2 separate regions of the Mus musculus genome follow, and region 1 is linked to region 2. Evidence: chromatin contacts called from public HiChIP or PLAC-seq data. All regions are on one chromosome and are shown on one strand. Each heading gives the region's core, a stretch centred on a gene start, on an enhancer-like site or on the middle of the called end of the contact. The rest is flanking DNA. Distances are from core to core; before and after follow the strand shown.

Region 1 (6,973 bases), core at 1,155-3,654, 240 kb before region 2:
AGTTTAGGGCTGGCAGTTTATCATTGGTTAACCTTTAACAGCATTAAGGGGGCAGACTTAAGGACCAGAGACACTGTATGGGCTTTTTTCTAAACAACCAGAGGACTACCTCTTAGTGGGTAAACGTAAGGACCAGAGACATTGTGTGAGCTTTTCTAAACAATCAGAGAACTATCTCTTAGCACACCTTGCAGTAAGGCAGATTCTGAGAAAAGAACACATTTACTGAACTTTTTACAACCGTGGTCATTTTGAGCTACCACAAATCTTACAAATCTTACAAAGTGAAACTGATAGCGAACTCAACAGAACTCAACAGAAGCTAGAATCTCCTAGATGGCATGTCTGCCATGGAGTTTCCCAAGTTTCCCAAGTAGGTTAGCTGGCATGGGAAGAGATATTGAAGTGTAGTGGCAACAGTCTGTGGGCTGGGCTTCTGGACAGAATAAAGGGGAGGGGCGCTCAGTAGCTGCTCTCTGCTTCCCCACTTCAGGTGGCTTAGCTTTCTCCCCTCCATGCCTTCCCTGCTGTGACAGACTGTACCCACAAACTGGGAGCCAAAACAAAGGCCTCCTTGCATAGCTTGCTTTTGTCATAGCAGGGGAATAACTGACACAACCCTTTGCCCCTCCCCCCCAGGTGAAGAGGTAAGGGCAGGAATTCCAAAAGGAGGCTACCTTTGCCCCTGCTTCCTGAGGGATAGAGAGAAGTTAGGGAGGGAGAATGGTGAACAGAGCTGAAAGAACCTCACACCTAGGCTTCTGTACAATGAGGACATTTTATCAAGCACCTCAGGTGTCAGGCCTCATTCAAACACTGGAAGATAACCTCCAACCAAAATCTACCTCCTGGTGGAAACTCACAGTGAGATGCTGAACAACTGACGCTTTCCTGTAAATAAATAAATCACAGCGATGGGGCAGAGGATTCATGGACAAGAGCTACAATGCTAGATGAGAAGTCTGAAGAAGGCGTTGATAAGCATATTACCTTACCCTAGAGATGGCATAAAGTAAGCCAAGAAGCCGGGCATGGTGGCACACGCCTTTAATCCCAACACTGGGGATACAGAGGTAGGCAGATTTCTGAGTTCGAGGCCAGCCTGGTCTACAAAGTGAGTTCCAGGACAGCCAGGGCTACACAGAGAAACCCTGTCTTGAAAAAAAAAAAGAAAGAAAGGAAGGGAAGGGAAGGGAAGGGAAGGGAAGGGAAGGGAAGGGAAGGGAAGGGAAGGGAAGAGAAGAGAAGAGAAGAAAAGAAAAGAAAAGAAAAGAAAAGAAAAGAAAAGAAAAGAAAAGAAAAGAAAAGAAAAGAAAAGAAAAGAAAAGAAAAGAAAAAGCAAGCCAAGAAGGGAGTCGTGTGTGCATCTCTGTTGCAGCAGCTCATACCACAGTCCCAGGACTCTCAGGTCTGAGGATCAACAAGAAGACAAGTAGGGTACAGGGAGGTACTGGACTGATTGAGAACAAAGGCAGAACAGAGAAGTATTTAGAAACCACAGTAAAGCAGGCAGATTCTCCTGAAGGTGTTAGAGAACCTCTCAGCTTCAAGGGAAGCCCAGGCAGCTCCCATGATACTCACTGCCTAGAGTGTGTGCTGTCTCCCCAGAAAGCAATCCGTTCTTCTGAGAGGCTGTATCCTTTGATCAGTGCTCTGAGTACCCAGGACAAGCCCTGGTACCCATCACCTCACCATCCAATTCTTCATACCCCACACCAGTCAAGTTTAATGGTGGCAACTGAGGCCCTGCTTCCAGTCTCTGTGATGCAGCTTCAGGTACATCTCCCTGGCCTTTTGAGTCTCATTTCTAACTCAGAGAATGGGACAACCTGGGATCCACAAATGCTTCAGAGTGCTCTAAGATGCTGGTCGGGGCCAGGATGCTAAATGTGCAATTGAAACTCCTTCATCAAATATCTTAGAAGATAAGTCAACATGTTTGCATGAATTACTCTCAATAAGGCCCTAGCAGCACCCTGGGAGCAAAGTGATATCTCCCTGTGACAACACTCTTTTTCTCTAGGATGGGGAAACACATACATGCCTGAAGCACATGGTTTGCACAAGTCAAACAGACCCAGGCTGTCTGACTGGCTCCTTGTGAGCTTAAGAACAGGAAGGACACTATGAGAGGGAGGGTCCCACTGGACAGAGAAGGCAAGCAGTCTGTGTCTTCGGCCCCAAGTCACCCTGCTCTGTTGGTGTACCTCAGGGCTCAGGGAGATGGAGCAGTAGTTGCTGGAGTCTTTCTGGTAAGACCACCTTTGGGGCATTGGGGAAGAGCTGGAGTTTTACCAAAAACTGCATGAGAAAGCAGCTTTGAGTTGAAACCAGGTGGGCTATGCATGGGAACACGTGGGGCATCCCAGGCCTCTGTTAAGGGTCAGATGGGACCAGCCTTCAGCCCCAGACTCTGAGAGACTCAAACAACAGGACAGAAAACACAGGCTGACATGTTTGCCTTCCTGTTCAGGGTTGCCTAGCAACCACAAGTGACAAGCTGCCAAGCCAGTGATACAATCACAGCAGGCAGATCAGAGTTAGCCAATTAAAACTTTTTTCGTGTGTGCATTTTCCTTTTTCATCCTCATAATTTCATTTAGTCCTGACTGCCCTCAGACACGGATTAAAAAGCCTGCCAAAGTATGACACAGTCAGAAAATATACCCTTATCACACTCTGCTAATGAGTGGAGGGGAGAGAAATTTTATTAAAACGAAGATGTGGGGACCTATGAGAGTTTGTACTCTCTGAAAGTAAAACTCTGCCCTGGCATTGGGGCCAAGGCTCATGCTTATCTCCAGGTGTGTTAGAACCCAGGACTCGGGATGCTGCCTGGCATGGAGAGGGCACTCAGAAAGTGGCTGAAGAAATGAGTGACCCTAGGGAAAACTGTGGAGCCAACAGCTACCTCAACATCCTGGAATGATCAGATGATAAATAAAACCTTAGTACCTTTCACTTGTTTGCTCTCCTTTGCCCTCCTATCTCTTCCCCTCCCCTCCTCTCCAGTCTTCTCTCTTCCCCATCTACTGTCTTCTCCAGCCCCTCCCCTCTCCTTCCTTCTCTCCCCTCCCCCTCCTCCCTTCCTATCTCCTCTCCTCTCCTCCCCTCTCCTTCCTTCTCTCCCCTCCCCCTCCTCCCTTCCCATCTTTTCCCCTCCCCTCCCCTCCCCTCCCCTCTCCTCTCTCCCATCCCTCTCCCCTCATCTCCCCCTCCCTCCTCTTTTCCCCCCTCCACACCTCCCTTCTTTCTGCCTCTCTCGTCAATCTGTCGATCTGTCTTTCAGATAGGACCTCTCTGTGCAGGCAGGCTTCAAACCCACAAGTGCTAGAGATTCCAGGCACCCACTGTCACACCCTGCTTTTCCACTTTCTTTTGGGTGTTTTCTGCTTTCTCTCCTCAGTTTTCTGGATAGATCTTAGCAACAGGAAGAGTCCAACTTAGGGCTGGAATAATGGCTGGTTAATTAGAAAGAATGACCATTCCCCCAATCCATATTATTTTCTTCCTTTTCCAAGTCCCTCACCACACTTCTGTTGATGGCAAATCTCTCTGGATGCTCTGTCTCCTCCCACTACAGAAGACAGAAACAACAAATCCCTGCCTGAGGACCCCAGCAGCTTGATTCTGTCCAAGCACAACACCTGCTTCAGATCAAAAGTGTCTGCTTCATGGGGACATGGGTAGATGAGGTTCTCAGAGACAGGAGCTATGCTCCCGTATTCTTTTTTTTTTTTTTTTAATGATACATTAAAACTATCTTGGTCTGTCTAGCCTCTTTCTGAAAGTTCTGATGCATCTGTCAGGCAGCTCTGAACATCAGGTTATTCATCACTGGGCTTTAGAAGGCATGATTACTTTCTCTTTTCTATAACCTTCTGTGGCCTACAAATCTTGGTATTTCATAATTGTTCCTTTTTGGAGTTTCACTATCCTAAGTTACTGCGTGCGTGTTTGTGCATGTTCACAGAGGTGCATGTGCGCGTGTGTGTTCCTGTGTGTGTGTGTGTATGTATGTGTGTGTGTGTGTTTATATATAAGAAGGATTCCAACCAACCCCCCTCCCCCGCAGGAATCAGCTTTTAGCCACTTGAGAACAGATCAGCCTCATTTGTGAACAGAACCTGTAAGACAAAAGCCTCTGGCTTTGCCTCTAGTGGAGCTCAGGAAAGCAAGGGCAGCCAGTCTGTGCTTTACAAAACAGACTTGCTGAAATGCATCGAAGAAGGCCTACCTGCTTTCTGAGGACAATCTCCTTGTCTTGGGTTTCTGACCCTGCTGCAAAATTCACCATTTATCACCCTGGGCAGCATCACCTTCTTGTCTGCACTACAAGCTAAGTCTTCGTTGTTCACATGCAGAGCATGGTGACTCAGCTTGTGTCCCTTTGACTGGGCTATGGGCTGCCCAGAGAGCTGCTTCTTGCATAGATTCTGAACAGAAACAAAGAAAGTCTATGCACTCTGCATAGAGAGGGCACAGGCCGAGCAAAGACGGCCTTCCACTGGAGTCCTTGTGAGGAGCCAGTAGGTTTGTTGGGGTTACTTACAGGAACACGAGCAGTTGTGGGGCAGCAGCATCTCTCTAAGTCCCACATCAGTGTGGCTGACTCCTGATACTGCTCTGCTGAAGAGCCCAACTGCAGGCAACCTCCCATCTCCTATATAACTCCCATGCCCTCCACGTCCATGAGTAGCAGGGGAAGGAGGCAGTGGCGACTGGGAGGTCAAGAGCATCTCCTGGCCCTTCCCACCTCTGTCCATGAGGGATTATTAATAACCTTTTACCATTACCACAGAGCTGACTGTCATCTATATATTCTGATTTGGGGGATGTTGTGAATAAGGTCTAAGACCTTCTGTAGGTCAACACAGCAACTCTGCTCTGATGGCCTCATCTGTCCCCAGCTTGTTTTGTGTCATTAACATCCCCAACTAAAAATGGTTCTGTTCCACCAGGGGTAATTATTGTTTCATATTATTCTTCAAACACATAAAATAAGATGAAATAAAATAAAATAAAATAAAATAAAATAAAATAAAATAGTTTGTACTGCTCTAAGGCATAACATTCTCTGGCTATAGTTGCTGAATAAATTACATACATATTTCATTTCACTGTTCCGTAACGTGAATCTTCTTACCACCTCCCTTCTTCCTTACTGCAATATCTGAAATGATACACCAATAATCCACCATAGCACATTGTTACCAAATAGATGTTTCTCATGAAGCTTTAGTAGGATCCGTCATAACTTCCTCTTTTGGTGTGTGTGTGTGTGTGTGTGTGTGTGTGTGTGTGTGTGTGTACATGTGCATGCAAGTTCATGTGTGTCTAGGTAGAAGTTAGAAGGCAACATCTGTTACTATTCATTGGGTTCGGTCTGCCTTCTTTGTTTTTTAACTATAGAATTTCTCATAGTCAAGACTGACTGGCCAGCAAGCCCTAGAGATCCCACCTTCTCCAATTTCCTGGCACTGGGATTACACCAGCATGCCCAATTTTTATAATGTAGATTTTGGGGATTGAACTCAAGTCATCCTTGTGCTAAGAAGACAACCCCGAGTCTTCTCCCTATCTCCCTCTTGCCGAATGATTTAAGAATGTATTGCAGAGCCAGGCGCTTCTTATTCTCTAGGGAGAGCTAAACGTTGTACCGACAACCCACCTGACAAGAGTTGACAAATATCTATCAAGCCCATGGGGCGCATAGAATCATTTTTGACAACTCTATTATTTTTCTTTATCTCTAAATCTTTGGGGTCAACCTTCCCTGTGGGGAGATCAAACCCTTCCTTCTTTCCTCACTCTCTGTGAGAAAATAGGAAAACACTGGACAATTTGTAAAGATCATTCCAGGTACAACTCTGCAGACAAGTCTCCGAGGTGTGTGCCCCAGAAGAACTCTCTGGAGCCGTCACTCTGTCATTGTGAAGCATCCTGTGTGCTCATAGTCAGCCCCATTAGGGATGCTGGCCATTTCTCCATAATTAGAGTCCCCATTATTCAGGCTTTCTTAGCTATCTTTTCTTTAGTTGTGAGATATAGCAAGCATTGTCTCATATATAATAATTATACCGAATTTGTTGCTTAGTTACATATGCATTTTAAGCTAAAAATGTAGTTTTTAATTTTTAATGCTAATTTGTGAGGGTGGTATGTGTGTTTTGTGTGTGGAGGCCAGAGTAGATAAGCAGGTGCATTATTTTATCTGCCTTGTTTCCCTGAGATGGGGTCTCTCACTGAACTTGGAGATGGCTGTTTTTCAGCCAGGCTAGCATGCATCTGGCCCCAGGAGGCCTCCTATCAGTTGAGGTTACAGAAGCACGGGGCCCAGCTGCTTTGTCGTTTTTATTTAGGGGTTCTGGGGATCCAAACTCAGCTCCTTGTGCTTGCACAATGTATGCTTACCTAGCTCCCCAGCCCCTAGGATTATATTTTGATGATGAGAATTTTAAATTAATTAATTAATTAAATGTGTTCATATATGTATGAACACCGTGTGCATGCAGCAATCCACAGGTCAGAAGAGGGGATCAGGTTTGCTGGAACTGGAGTTACAGGCAGCTGTCATCTGCTATTTGAGTGCTGGGAATTGAACTCAGATTCTGTGGAAGAGCAACTAGTGCTCTCAACTGCTAAGCCATCTCTCCAACCCAGAACAAGTATACTTTTATTCATATTTCAAAACATAATCTCATCTACACTTTCCATACACATTTTTATGATCTTCTCTAGGTGGCAAAGGGCACTTTTTGAAACACTAGGCAGTTTTCCTGGGTGTATCAAACTTGCCCTCACCCAAGATCTGGGACCAACTAACTTCAGAGATCACAAATAATGCCTCAACTAGAAGTTTTATTCCAAGTCACTAACAGTAATTCACACAGCTTGGTCCACTTCTCCTATTAAAAAAAATTGAACAAAATACAAAGATGCATGCAATGCATGTGTGAATGGTTCAATGGAC
Region 2 (6,739 bases), core at 1,079-3,578:
GCTATGTTTACATGACCTCTTGCTACTCATTTAGCACTAAGAACCCTGAAGTTCTTGGGGCGGGGCGGGGTGGGGGAAGATGACTTGACCATGGTCGGGGAAGCTCAATGGAGACTTCAGGGACAGCCGAGGGAAGCCATTCTTCTACTCCCACATGGCTCTATGGAACATTTGAATGGCTACAGAGATAACAGATTTACCCCAAGGCCAGAGGTGTATCTAGGAACCCTGGTTAGATTCATTTCCTTGATCTGACTTCCTGAGCTTTGTGACTGGTTTAGGGGTAACTTAGGACCTAAAAATTACTCTGTAAGAAAACGCTCTCTGCATCTTCTAAAAGAATCCTGGACTGCAGATGAATAAGTTACAGCTAGTCTAAGTCACAGAATCTAGGACTCTTGTGATGTTCCAGTGTGAACAGACACTGTGGGAGAAAGAGAGGAGAAAGGAAGAGAAAATTCTGTAGTGGTTGTTCTAGGTTGCTGGATCAAGCCATGCCTGGAGTTAGTGCTCTGCAATAACTAGTTCTACAATCCAGTAAGGCTTATTTTTAGATTGTTAAACCAGGTGTTTTATTACACAAACTATAAATATTCCCAACTGATATGCAGATAAGAGGAGACTGGTGAACCAGGGAGCTGCCTCTCCTCTACAGTCTCACTGTTGATGAAGTGGGAATGCCTCTGTCCCTGGCTGCAGAGCTAGAGGGGGCCCTGGAGCAGATTGTAGACTGTCAGGGTAGCAGGTTGGCTGAGGACACAGCTATCCCAGTAGCACTCTCATGAACCCACGGCTCCTTTGCAAATCTCTCTAGGGACGATGGTCATGTTTTCTTCTGAGATTCCATACCTACCTACACCTGACTCTCTGGCCTTCTAGCTGACTGTAGATCAGAGGCACCCTTTGTCACCTTGGGATGCTTGTACCTGATCCCACATCTGGCACACATCAGTGCTCTAATATGCTGGTGCAGTGGATGGAAGGGTCCACTTCTCGCCACTGTTGGCCTTGCTCTCTGATAGATTCTGTACATATCCACTCGCTTCCCTTTACAAACCAGGGTGATGTTTAAAAGGGCAGGAGACAAAAGACCAAGAATTCGCTGTAAGTCCCCAGCTCACTGACATAGGTAGACATCAGTCCCATTCACATGCAGACATTAATAGATGCTATGTATCAAAAGGGGAAGTCTATAAGACTGAGTCAGAGAGAGCTGGATGAAGTTTGAGTTCAGAGAGATTATTCCTTCCAAACTCTCACTGACAGAGCTCAGAACAAGGTCAAGGGGGACAGTCTTGGTGGCTCAAGGTCACCAGTCAGTCCAGGAAAATGCTTCTCCTTATAAAGCAAGGCTGGGCTGACCCAGCTCTGAATCTAGTGCACACAGCAAGTCAGACATCAGGAGGGCGGATGGTAAGAAGGGCGTTAAGGGAGGGAGGCTCTGTGGCTGGGAGGGAGACTTCAGCTTGTGGCCAGGGAGGGTTGGAAAACTTCTTTAGCCACCAAAGCATTCACTTGCCAACTGGATTTGGAGGATGTTGGATTGTGAGTCTTTGGGGACCAGAGAAGTGAGTCAATGAGCCCTGAATCTTTGGTTGGCCCTGGAAGGGGGGGGGGGTGACTCAGAAGTCGCAGTGCTTGTGCTGATTAACCTCGGCGAGTCATTGAGAACCTCCTCCCCATCGTTTCAGTCAGTGATCCAGGAATCCCAGGCTGCACAAGAGCCAGGACCTGTGACACTCCTACGTTTTCTCCCATCTCCACCTGCCAAGGTTTTCTCTCTGTGCAGCCAAAGATGCCGGGACGGAAAACTCCGCGCCTCCTGCAACTCCGCCTCCAGTTTTCTGCCACATGGAACACAGACTCTCAGGACCCTTCTTTCCCTTTTCCTGACCTCTGCAAGCTGAGCTGCCCTGTTGACTCTTCTATCCTCCACTTTCCGTCTCTCTACCCCTTGCACCGGCCTTTTCGCACCCGTACCTTGTTCCCACGCCTGTTCTGGGGGGTGTCTGTCTGCTTCCTTCGCCTCCACCCCCTCCCTCACCTTCTCCTCCCCACGCTGCCCTCGGCTCCTCCTCCAGGCCCCGCCCTCTGCTCAGGGCCCGCGTCCCTAGTGGCCCCTTCCCCAGCCCTGGTACCCCTAACGCCCGCCCTAGAACCCTGGGGGTTGGGTTGGGGACCCTGACCCAGGGAAAAGGGAATCTCGAGGGGCCAGCTCCCTTCCGAGCCGTGTCCCCGCGCGCGCGCGCCGCGCCCCCTCCGCGGCCTCCCCGCGCCCGCCTCCCGCCTTCCCCTCCTCCTGGTGACGTCCGGGTCCCTGCCCGTCTGAAAACTCCGCGCCGCGGCGGTGGAGGAGGCGGCGGCGGCGGCAGAGGAGGAAAGGGAGGAGGAGGTGGTGGAGGAGAGGAGCAGGAGGAGGAGCAGCGGCGAGCCCGGGCGACGTCGGCGGGGCCCGAGCGCGGAGCCCCCGGGATAGAGCGCGCACCGGGGTGTCCCGGCACCCCGCTCGCCCCGGGCCGCCGCGGAAGATGGTGGCGGCGCCGTGCGCCCGGAGGCTGGCGCGGCGCTCGCACTCGGCGCTGCTGGCGGCGCTCATGGTGCTGCTGCTGCAGACGCTGGTGGTGTGGAATTTCAGCAGCCTGGACTCCGGGGCTGGAGAGCAGCGGCGCGCGGGGGCAGCGGCGGGAGCAGCCGAGCAGCAGCAGCCCGCGGCCCCGCGCCGGGAGCGCAGGGACCTGGCTGCCCATCTGCCCGCAGCCCGCGGAGGACCTGGAGGCCGAGCCGGCGGAGGAGGAGCACGGGGAGGCGGCCCCGGAGGAGCCCGCGCACAGCAGCCTGCCAGCCGCGGGGCACTAGCCTCCCGGGCGAGGGTAAGGTGCCCTTTGGGAAGGGGATCTCGAGCCCCGCGGACAGAGAGACAGATGGGCGACCCTACCCATGCCTCACATTGGTCTTGGCCACACAAGTCCCGATATCCGAAGGGACTCTGCGCCCTGGCTGCCTCTGACTGCCCTGGCTGCCCTGGGCAGCTGCAGGGTCGTGCACTGAGCCGCGCTGCTCTGTGCGGAGTCTGAGGACCGCCCCCTTGGGGTCTGGAAAGTGAGCTCCAGAAGAGACTCGCTTTCTAGGGGGTCCTGTTTCCTATCACTCTTTCTGGGCGTCCTACTTGCTCTCTGGGTGGGGGCGTTGATGCCTCACTCTCCACTCGAGTACGTGCATCGGATCGTGACCGGATCCTCAGCCGCTGCTCAAGGGTAGTTCTCCACGCAGCCTCTTTGGTCTGAGCTGTTTGCTGTGGGCTGAGAATGAGTGTGTTAAGTCCTCCACCATGTCCCTGGTGCCCAAATCAACACTGGGTCTTGCAAGCCTGATCTGACTTTGGGTCCTGTTTTCCCCTCTGGGAATCTACTTCTCTCTCCACCTTCCCCAGTCCCCACCTTCCTCAGTCCCTAACCTTGCCATTTCTTGCCCTCCCTGACTTCACCTCCAGGTATTGCCCCTTAGTTCCAGCTGGCTGTCTCTGACTTGACATGGGTGGTCAGTTGCACTTACTGTCTGTCTGTCTGGCCACGCTATCACCACACCTCCCAGTGTGCTTTGCTCTTCTTGGATGTGAATAGTCAGGTCTCTGAAACTGTCTTCCAGTTCTATTAGTACCATCTGGTTGGCTAGGTGGGGCACCGGCTTGTCTTCCTCTTCTATCCCCAACTTCTTTGGGGTATCTGTTTCACCTTTCTCTGAGCTAGGAGGGCAGGAGATCTGAGTCCGTAACTACTGTACAGGGTCTCTGCTCTGCGTAGGAATGAGTGTCTGTCTGTCTTTGGGCTGGTGTGATATGCCATGTGATTCTCTGTCCATCATCCCAGTTCCCTGCAGAGAACTGCCCAGCATCTGAAGGACGGTAGCTACCGGGGGAGTGTTTCTAGGATCTGTAGGAAGGGAACAGTCCTTGTTATTGCTTGTCACTCCGGCAGCCCTTGCTGAAGACTGCCTAGACACAGCTACACAGCTGTGTCAGAAGTGCTTTCTGATGTGCTTAAGTTCTTCAGGATTGTTTTGACCCTTGTTGCCCGAGCACAGCTCTTTATGTCTGTGAGCTAAAGCAGTCTCAGGACTTGATCTGACAGAGCATTTGGCTGCTCTGTAGCTACCAAGGAGAAGTCTTACCCTCACCTGTAGTGATGCTTGTGCATGAGAACCTGAGCATTCTCAATGTCCCCAAGTCCAAGGGGACCCAGGCACTCACTGCCTTTGAACTCCTGGAGTTGATCATGTGTTCCAACTGGAAAAACAAAAAACAAAAAACAAAAACAAAAACAAAAACAAAAACGCTATTACATGTTCTTCCTAAAATTGGAGACCTACTGGGAGGTGGGAGGGACTAGGCGCACTTAGTGCTGGCCCAGTGTGGAAACAGGCAGGGTGGGGAGGGGACCATGGGAGGGACTCACTGTACCTTTTGCAAAGGGGATTCAGGAGGTACTTTCAGGGTACATAGACCACCTGTTGAGATCAGTGAGAGAATTATAAAGAAAAAAGCAGTTGGTTTCTTTCTTTCCCCACCGATGGTCTGAGCAGTGATGCACAACCCCTCCATGTGTGTTCACCTAGGAGTAATCTCTCATGTCCTAGCCCAGTCACATCAGGTTTGGAATCGGAAGGGCGGGGGTGGGGTGCCACTTCCCCTTTAAACCATGTTTTTAGATCCCCAGTCCTAGCAGCGGAGCTTGTCTGCAATTTTGCTTTTATCTGTGGGTTTAGGTGTATCCTCCCGACAGTGTCCTCCAATGTCTCCATTTTTTTTAGCTTCCAATGTATATGTATATGAATACATTTTGTGCTTTTTTTTTTCTTTCACTTTCCCATTCCTGGTAGCTCTCAACTGTCCGGTCCTGCTGGTCCTGGACTTTTTGTCATATGCACGGCACTCTCCTCTCTTCCTCCTGTCTCACATCCTGCCCCAGGAGCTGCAGTGTGCACAGGATGGCTAGAGCTAGGGGTCTGTTTGTCCTCCTCAAGGTGTGCCCACCCCAAGCCCTGCCCTTTCATGGAGCTCAAGGAGACCAGAAGGGGGCAGGCTGTTCCCAAAGTCCATCAGAGCTGGAGCTTGGGATACAGGCTGAGAGAGCCACAGACTGCTAACAACTTGCCATTCATTTTTGGACCCTGCCTGGGCTGACTGTATGCATGATGCTGCAAAGGGATTCAGGGTGGCATTCAGAACTAACACACTCTCTCTCTTTCTCTCTCTCTCTCTCTCACACACACACACAAACACACACACACACACACACACACACACATTCCCTGATATTTTTCCAGATGGCTTCTGCAAATACTGTGGAATTGTATGCTAGGACAGTGATGTTCGTTTCTGTGCTGTGCTTTGTGGCAGGCTGGAGTAGAGTTGGGTGAACAGTCATGGCTTCAGTGGGTGCGTGGCAATGGGTGTCAAGCAGCTGTTACGGCTAGAGTGTTTCCAAATCCAGACCTATCTGCTTCTCCTGGCTGCTTTCCCCTCTCCCAACTTCTGAACTGCGAGCCTTTTATTTTTGGAGAGCAGTGTCTAGGTACAGAAATTGTACCTGTGGCCGGGCAGTGGAGACACATAAGAGATCATGTTGATATGCAAGCAGGATCAGAGGGTGTGTGCAGGGATAGTGGTGAAATGGGCATCTCTGTAAAGGTTTGCTAGTGCCCCCTTTCCCTCTCAGCATCTCTGAGCATTTAAGTATTAGCTTGATGCAGATTACAGCAGAGTTCTGTAGTGGGGCATTTTCTCTGGGCCTCAGTAAGAAATGAACTTTACTGTGGTCTCGGAATATAAAACGGGAGAGCACTGAGCCATAGATGAAGGGGAGTAGTGGGGAGTGAGGGGCCTGTCAGAAAGACTAGCCAGCAGAAGTGCCTTTTTAGACTCGGGAAGAAATGAAAGCTGTAGGTGTCACACCTGTATCTTTGTTTCTCTTGCTAACGTCCCCATAGTCCCAGCGTCACTCAAGGTACTTAGTAAGTTTCCTTTAAGAAATCTAATGTTTTAATGTCCTTGCCTACTGTACGCGTACAGTAGAATGCCGTTTTTGTATGATCTGACCCCTTTGAAATGCTGATTTTTTTTTTCAGCAGAGATCCCTCATTCTTCACATTACTCAGATAACTCCGGACTCTTTCAGACATTAACAGTGACTTTGGAAGAGGGTTCCAGTGGCGTTGGAGGCAAAGCTTTTCTTTCAATCCAAATGTTTGCAGAGAGAACAGAGAGCGTTTGACGGCTGATTTGTTTCCTCCACACTTCCAGTGAATTATTTTGTCTGATCGAAGCAGACAAAAAAAAAAGCAGGCTTTGTATATAGAAGTGTGTATCTTTGAGCAATATTTATCTCACTGCAGATATGTCATCGTCTGCTTTACCACACACTGGGAATGCTAAATAAAATAGATAAGTAGCAGCCACTTAATTTAATAATAAGATAATAAATACAGGCTGGATATCCATTATCTGAAATACTTTGAAGGAGTGTTTCAAAATTTGGATTGTGAAAGATACTTTGGAATATTAGCATGTAAATAAAAAGATAGGGCGGGACCCAAGATTAAACCACACAAAATAATTAACCAAAATTATTGTTTTCTTTCTTTCTTTCTCACTCTCCTTTCTCTCACTCTTATTTCTTTCTTTTGCTCCTCCTGTTTCTCCTCCTCCTGGTCCTTCTTTTTCTTGTCTTGATGACTTGTCTAG

The links. HiChIP or PLAC-seq counts read pairs in DNA pulled down with a chosen protein or histone mark.
Region 1: an H3K27ac HiChIP or PLAC-seq map of neural progenitor cells shows a contact between it and region 2, with 6 times the contacts expected there. The contact joins the enhancer-like site here to the promoter of Xylt1 in region 2. A contact is called at or near these places in 1 of 39 promoter capture datasets (hippocampal neurons), 1 of 484 Hi-C or Micro-C datasets (cerebral cortex) and 4 of 115 datasets of contacts at active chromatin or transcription factors (SST interneurons, embryonic forebrain, forebrain and 1 more).

The regions. Positions count from the first base shown.
Region 1 is chr7:117,137,222-117,144,194 of GRCm38.p6, forward strand. No RefSeq gene overlaps it. Among named protein-coding and RNA genes, the nearest start is that of Gm39075, 88 kb to the right of the region's middle. Within about 2 kb of position 2,405, at least 102 of the 459 cell types and tissues checked have an H3K27ac peak or open chromatin away from gene starts, as enhancers often do. A contact at or near this core is called in SST interneurons, cerebral cortex, embryonic forebrain and 3 more, where this site is marked.
Region 2 is chr7:117,378,651-117,385,389 of GRCm38.p6, forward strand. Xylt1 (xylosyltransferase 1) reads left to right here and starts at 2,329. Exons shown (of 12, transcript NM_175645.3): 1 at 2,329-2,870. The coding sequence starts at 2,529.